2 separate regions of the Nomascus leucogenys genome follow, and region 1 is linked to region 2. A link is a contact called in public Hi-C data. All regions are on one chromosome and are shown on one strand. Each heading gives the region's core, a stretch centred on a gene start, on an enhancer-like site or on the middle of the called end of the contact. The rest is flanking DNA. Distances are from core to core; before and after follow the strand shown. Region 1 overlaps CD82 (CD82 antigen). Region 2 holds the start of CD82 (CD82 antigen).

The links. A called contact is a pair of places that touch in the nucleus more often than the background predicts.
Region 1: a contact with region 2 is called in a Hi-C map of a lymphoblastoid cell line, with 5 times the contacts expected there. The contact joins the enhancer-like site here to the promoter of CD82 in region 2. A contact is called at or near these places in 2 of 4 Hi-C or Micro-C datasets (both in a lymphoblastoid cell line).

What each region holds. Positions count from the first base shown.
Region 1 is chr15:104,468,729-104,471,756 of Asia_NLE_v1, forward strand. The region is part of intron 6 of CD82 (CD82 antigen); the gene reads left to right. Among named protein-coding and RNA genes, the nearest start is that of CD82, 47 kb to the left of the region's middle. Within about 2 kb of position 1,688, the one cell type or tissue checked has an H3K27ac peak away from gene starts, as active enhancers do. A contact at or near this core is called in a lymphoblastoid cell line, where this site is marked.
Region 2 is chr15:104,421,477-104,424,334 of Asia_NLE_v1, forward strand. CD82 (CD82 antigen) reads left to right here and starts at 1,582. Exons shown (of 10, transcript XM_012505931.2): 1 at 1,582-1,715.

The DNA.
Region 1 (3,028 bases), core at 438-2,937, 47 kb after region 2:
TGGTTGCCAGGGTGACCTCCCTGCACTCCCAGCACAGGCCCCCTGAGCATCAGCTCCAAGCTGAACCGGCCCCTGTGGCCATGGTCCCCATGGCCCGGGTGTGTCCCTCAACCACATTCTGGACTGCAAGATGTTGTGGTGTTTCCATGGAAACCACCTGTCTAGGTGGAAACCACCCAGCTTCCATCACCTTCTCATTTCAGGGGGCCTGGGAGAGAAACAGGGAAGTCCAGGCTGCTGTGACAACCATGCTGGGGTTTAAACAGAGCCTCAGTGCAACATGTCGTGAGGAAGCTGGGTGGGTGGGGAAGGATGTGGGAGAGGCAGCTTTCCGCACAGATGCTTCTAGAGAACCCCTCCTTTCCACACCGTGGGGATCACCCACCCACTGGGGTTGAGAGGTGGACCCGAGATGTCATATCGCCTGGCAGACAGCCCCAGCTATGTGACTCAGGCAAACCACTTAGCTTTTCTGGGCCCTGGTTAAAACTGGGTATGGCCGTGTGGTTTAAATGCCAATAAAGCTTAATAGGTAAAAACGTGGGTTCTGAAATCAGCCAAGCCTGTGTGCAAACCTCACTTCTTCCACATGTTGGCTGTGTGACTTTGGGCAAGTTAATTAACCTCTCTGGGTTTGTTTTCTGTATCTCTATAATGAGGGAATGGGGTGAATACCTAGGCCATAGGTCTGCTGTGAAGATTCAGTTGAGATAATACATTTAAAGTGCTTACCACAGCACCAGGTACATAGCAAACATTTGATAAAAGTTAGCCACTATTAGTGTTGTGATTAATTACTGACAGGAAAGCTTTGTAAATTGCAGGACTCTGTATAAGGGCTTTTTTTTTTTTTTTTTTTTTTTTTTTTTTAATATCATGCTGAGAGCTTTACTGAGAGAAGGGCAGGGAGCATCATCAGAGGCTGGTTTCCCAGCATTAATTTTTTTTTTTTTTTTTGAGACAGAGTCTCGCTCTGTTGCCCAGGCTGGAGTGCAGTGGCATGATCTCGGCTCACTGCAACCTCCGCCTCTCGGGTTCAAGCGATTCTTCTGTCTCAGTCTCCTGAGTAGCTGGGACTACAGGCGTACTGCCATCACACCCAGCTAATTTTTTATACTTTTTTTTAGTGGAGATGGGGTTTCACAATGTTAGTCAGGATGGTCTCAATCTCCTGAGCTCGTGATCTGCCCACCTTGGCCTCCCAAAGTGCTGGAATTACATACGTGAGCCACCATGGCCAGCCCCAGCATTAATTTAACCAAGGGAGCTGGGTGGGGAGCCAGGGCTGCAGGTGCATCTGCAGGATATGTGTTCTCTGAGCACAGTGTTCATTCAAGGACTGCCCATGGGGAGCTGCCGGAAGCCCCGCCAACAGGGTTCCCTGGGAGTCAGGCTCTGAAACCCCACCTGGAAGTACCTGTCCCATTTCTCCCAATTCTTCCCTCTCAGGAACCAAGGTGGGAAGGTGTGTGGCCTTCTCCTTGGCATCCCTGCCTTCTAGGGTCCCTCGCCCCCACTGCCATGACCAGTCCAACCATGCATTTGCCCTGGAAGGCCTCGGGGCAAGGTCCACGTGAGAGGCTAGGTGGAGCCAGGCAGGGGCTGGCTCTCCGAGGCTCCCCTCCCACCCAGGCCTGCTTATCACCGAGGGAGGCCCTGCCCTCAGCAGGCCCTGGGTTTGCCTCCCTTTGCACAGCTGACTTATTTAGAAACCCCTCTTATGCCTGCTTTGTAAATCAGTGTTTTCTCTGTGGGGTTAGCTGCGAGCAGGTGCTGCTCTCCACCACAAGGAGGGACCCTTAATTCCTGAGCAGGGTGAGGACCAGCATAGGCAAGATGTAGATTTGGGCCAGGCGAGGTGGCTCAGGCCTGTAATCCCAGCACATTGGGAGGCTGAGGCTGGATCACTTGAGGTCAGGAGTTCGAGACCAGCCGGGGCAACATGGCGAGACCCTGTCCCTACTAAAAATACAAAAATTAGCCGGGCATGGTGACTCGTGCCTGTAGCCCCAGCTACCTGGGAGGCTGAAGTGGGAGGATTGCTTAACCCCAGGAGGCAGAAGTTGCAGTGAGCTGAGATCCTGCCACTGCCCTCCAACCTGGGTGACAGGGAGACCCTGTCTCAAAAAAACAAAACAAAACAAAAAGTGAGATGTTTTTGGAGCTCTGGGGCAAGCAGCGAGGTCCCAGAAAGGCAACTGACCTCATGCTCTGGCTGGCTGGCACTGCGGGCTTGGGACTTGGGAAGGGGTGAGGGAGGATCTTTTCTGTTTTGTTTTGTTGTTTGTTTTCTTTTTTTGTTTGTTTTTTGAGATGGACTGTTACTGTGTCACCCAGGCTGGAGTGCAGTGGTGCGATCTCAACTCACTGCAACCTCCACCCCCTGGGTTCAAGCAATTCTCCTGCCTCAGCCTCCTGAGTAGCTGGGATTACAGGCGCCCACCACCATGACTGCATAGAGGGAGGATCTTTTGACCATATAGTTGATCCCGAAGTTCCAGGTCCCCCAGTCTTGGGGCCCCCCTCCAGGCATCTACCCTGCTGTCTTGGGGGCCCTGTTTGGAGAGGCTGCACTCTGGTCCTTGGAGGAAGGAAGCTGAGCTGGGCTTTCCTCCCTGTCCCTCCTTCTCCCTGAAGTTGCCCTGTGGGAGGTGTAAGGATTCACCAAGAAGTTGCATGGGTCTGGCTCTGGTGCCTGGCAGACCGTGGTGATTAGGTGTGCATTCAGCATTCAGCATTCATGTACCCCGCACACCTGTTCTGTGCCAGGCTTGGTGCTAGCCACGGGGGACCCTGTAGTGAGCGTGCCAGATGTGGTCCCTGCCCCCACGGAGCTGATGTGCTAGTGGAGAGAGATGATAAGCCCTGAACACCAACAAGCATGTAACGTCAGTGCTCTAAAGAAAAATACAGCGTGCTTTCCCTTGTGGGATAAGGGAGGCCGGGGAGGGGTGGTTGATTGGTTGGGGGAGAGGGGATGGGGAAGGGCTGATATTTTGTAGAGTGGTCTGGTAAGGCCTTTCTGAGG
Region 2 (2,858 bases), core at 332-2,831:
CTCTTTTTATTATTATTTCCTGTTTAAGGGCTCATCCCAGAGAGGTTAAGTATCTTGCCTTGTCCTGGGTTTAAAAAGCAACCAGGAAGCTACCTAGGTCTGTGTGATTCTCAGACCACCCTGACTTCTTCACAGTTTGCTCAACGGTGGTTCATGCTTGAATGTGATTCAGAATCACCTGGAGGCCTTATTAAAACCAATTGGCCCACAGTATTCCATTCAGTAGGTTGGGATGGGGCTTCAAAATACGCATTCGTAACAAGTTCCCAGATGATGGTGCTCCTGGTTCAAGGACCACGCTGTGAGAACTACACTGATGGGCTGGGATCCAGCTCCCGCCCTTACTCCACTCATACAAAGTGCTCATAATCATACCCTCCCACAATGGTGTGTTGCGAGATGACAATGTGATAACGGAAGTGAAAGAGCTTTGTCAGCTGCACAGGTGAATGCCCCTGGTCATTAACCAGGTAATCTGCCTCAGGCTAGTCCCCTGGAGCCTGGGAGGGCAGAGGGCTGGGACGCAGGGTGGGCACCGCAGCCACCTAGAGAGCTCTTGCAGCCCACCTCAATTTTGGGCCTTTTCTTCAGGGAGAAAGCCAGCTTTGAGGACTTAGGCCCACAGCCCCTCCTGCCACTCTTCTCATCAACCCACACCTCCTCCCTCACCTCAGACAACTGCTGGGCACTGCCCCAGCACTGACTGTCCTGGGCTACTTCCCCAGGGGCCAGTCCAGGCAAGCTGGGGCACAGCTCAAGCCTGTGACTCAGGACCTGAGGCTGGACCCCGCTCACGCCCGCCTCCATGAGATTCAGAGCCCGCGACTTCCCTTCTCTGAGCCTTAAACTGCACATTAGTAAAATAGGCGCAACGAGCGTACCCACGAGTTGTGGGAATTCAAGGGCTAGAACTGTATACAGCGCTTGGCATAGAGCCTGGCCCCTGGCAAGGATTCAATCAATGGTAGTCAGTATTTTCAAAAAGTTCCTGGGCCCAGCCCGCCTCCTGATAGAGGCCCCGACTTGGGACACAAACCGCTCCCACGCCGTTCCCCCGCTGCACCCGGATACACCCGCCCTGGAATGCCAGCGTGGGGGCCCCAGGGCTACCCGCCCCGAGCTGAGAGGGGCAGGGCAGGGCAGGATTAGGAAGGCGCTGAGCCCGGGCTGGGGCGGGGAGGGGGGGTGGCCTCACCCTACTAGGCCGGGGGATGGGGTGGGCCCGAAGGAGAAAGTGAAGGAGGCGGGGGCGCTGGGGGGGCCCGGGAAGAGACCGTGAGGACGAGGTAGGCGGGAGCTGGGCGGGACCGTTAGGCAGCGCCGTGAGTGGACAGGGCTGGAGAGGGGCGGCCTTCATCCCCCGTGTAACCTGGGGGCGGGGCTGCCGGGATAGAGGAGAAACGCCGTAGCGGGGCGGGGCCTCAGCTCCAGCGGGGCCCGGCGGAGGGGCTGGTCGAGGTAGGGCCATAGTGGGCGGGGCCTGGCCGGCGGGAGAGCACCGCCTTCCCAAAGGGCTCGGGGGCGGGGCTGGCGGAGGGGCGCCGAGGGGGCGTGTCCTCTGGGGGGCGGGGCCTGCCGAGTCCGCGGCGTTCCCCGGCTGCAGCCGGGAGAGGGCCGAGGAGTGACCGAGCCCAGGGCTACGCAGTTCGACGCCGACTGAGGCACGAGCGGGTGACGCTGGGCCTGCAGCGCGGAGCAGAAAGCAGAACCAGCAGGTGAGCAAGGGGGCAGCGGGCCGGGGGAGCCTGCCGGACAACCAGAGGCAAAGTTAGTTTTGGCCCCCGCTTCTGCGGTCCGGCTCGGACAGCTTTCCTCGGGACTAGTGACAGGTCGGGGCAGCTGGTGGGTGAAAAGGAGCTTTAGCCCCCAGTCCTGAACCCCGCAGTTCTCACACTCGGCCGTGCACCAGCTGCGTGATCCTGGGTCCGTCCCTCTACCCGGCTCTGGACCTCCCGGATTCCAGCAGGAGGAAGTGAACCAGGTGAATTCCATGCTCCCGTTGCCCTTTCTCACTTAAAACGCCGGAAGGTGAGAGCTGGCAGGTGAGAGCAGGCTGCAGGTCGCCACAGGTGTTCCCATCGCGTTGCCCTCTGCAGTTTTTCTCCCTGCAAAATGGGACTGAGAGAAGCGAATTGCTTTAAAGACTGCACTGGTTCCTCGGTTGGGGCTCTAACCCACGAACCCAGGGGAAGAGGCGGCCAAAGCAGGGAGGTTCCGTTTCCCGCCTCACCTGCTTCCCACCAATTCTAACATTTCAACTGAGCCGGACCCCCTAAGACTTCAAGTTGGAAACTCAGTGGGGCTTTTCCAGGTGAGCTGGCCTGAGCAGGAGGCTGGAAACTGGGGAACAGTTCTTACACTGGTGAGTGGGGGAGAGAAGGGAAAACCCCACCAATCCTTGGGCCCACGGTCAAGCCCAGGGCCCCAGGGGCCCTTGCAGCGTACCCAGGGTTAATTTCTTGGCTGACGGGTTCTGTTCCTGGAGGTGGTGGGTGCTCTGTGCTGGGCCCCAGTAGCGGGGCAGCGTAGTTCTGTGGTCAAGGGCTTGGGCTGTGGGATCAAACTGATTTGGATTCCATTCCCCCTCCAAACTTCAGTTTCCTCACCTGTAAAATGGGGATAATGACAATATCCAATGGCAGGAGCAAGCACTAAATAGAATGGTGTGTATACATTACTTAGCAAGGCGCCAGGAAACCAGTGAGACCTCCCTCTGTGACAGCTGCTTTAATGCGGCTGGGCAGGTGATGGGCTTGCTTCCTGTGGGGAATGAGCCGTTTTTTTTGGAGAGATGGGGTTGGCTACAGCCCCTCCTGACCTTGTGAGAGCCAGAAATTGCCACCTGCCACCAACATCAC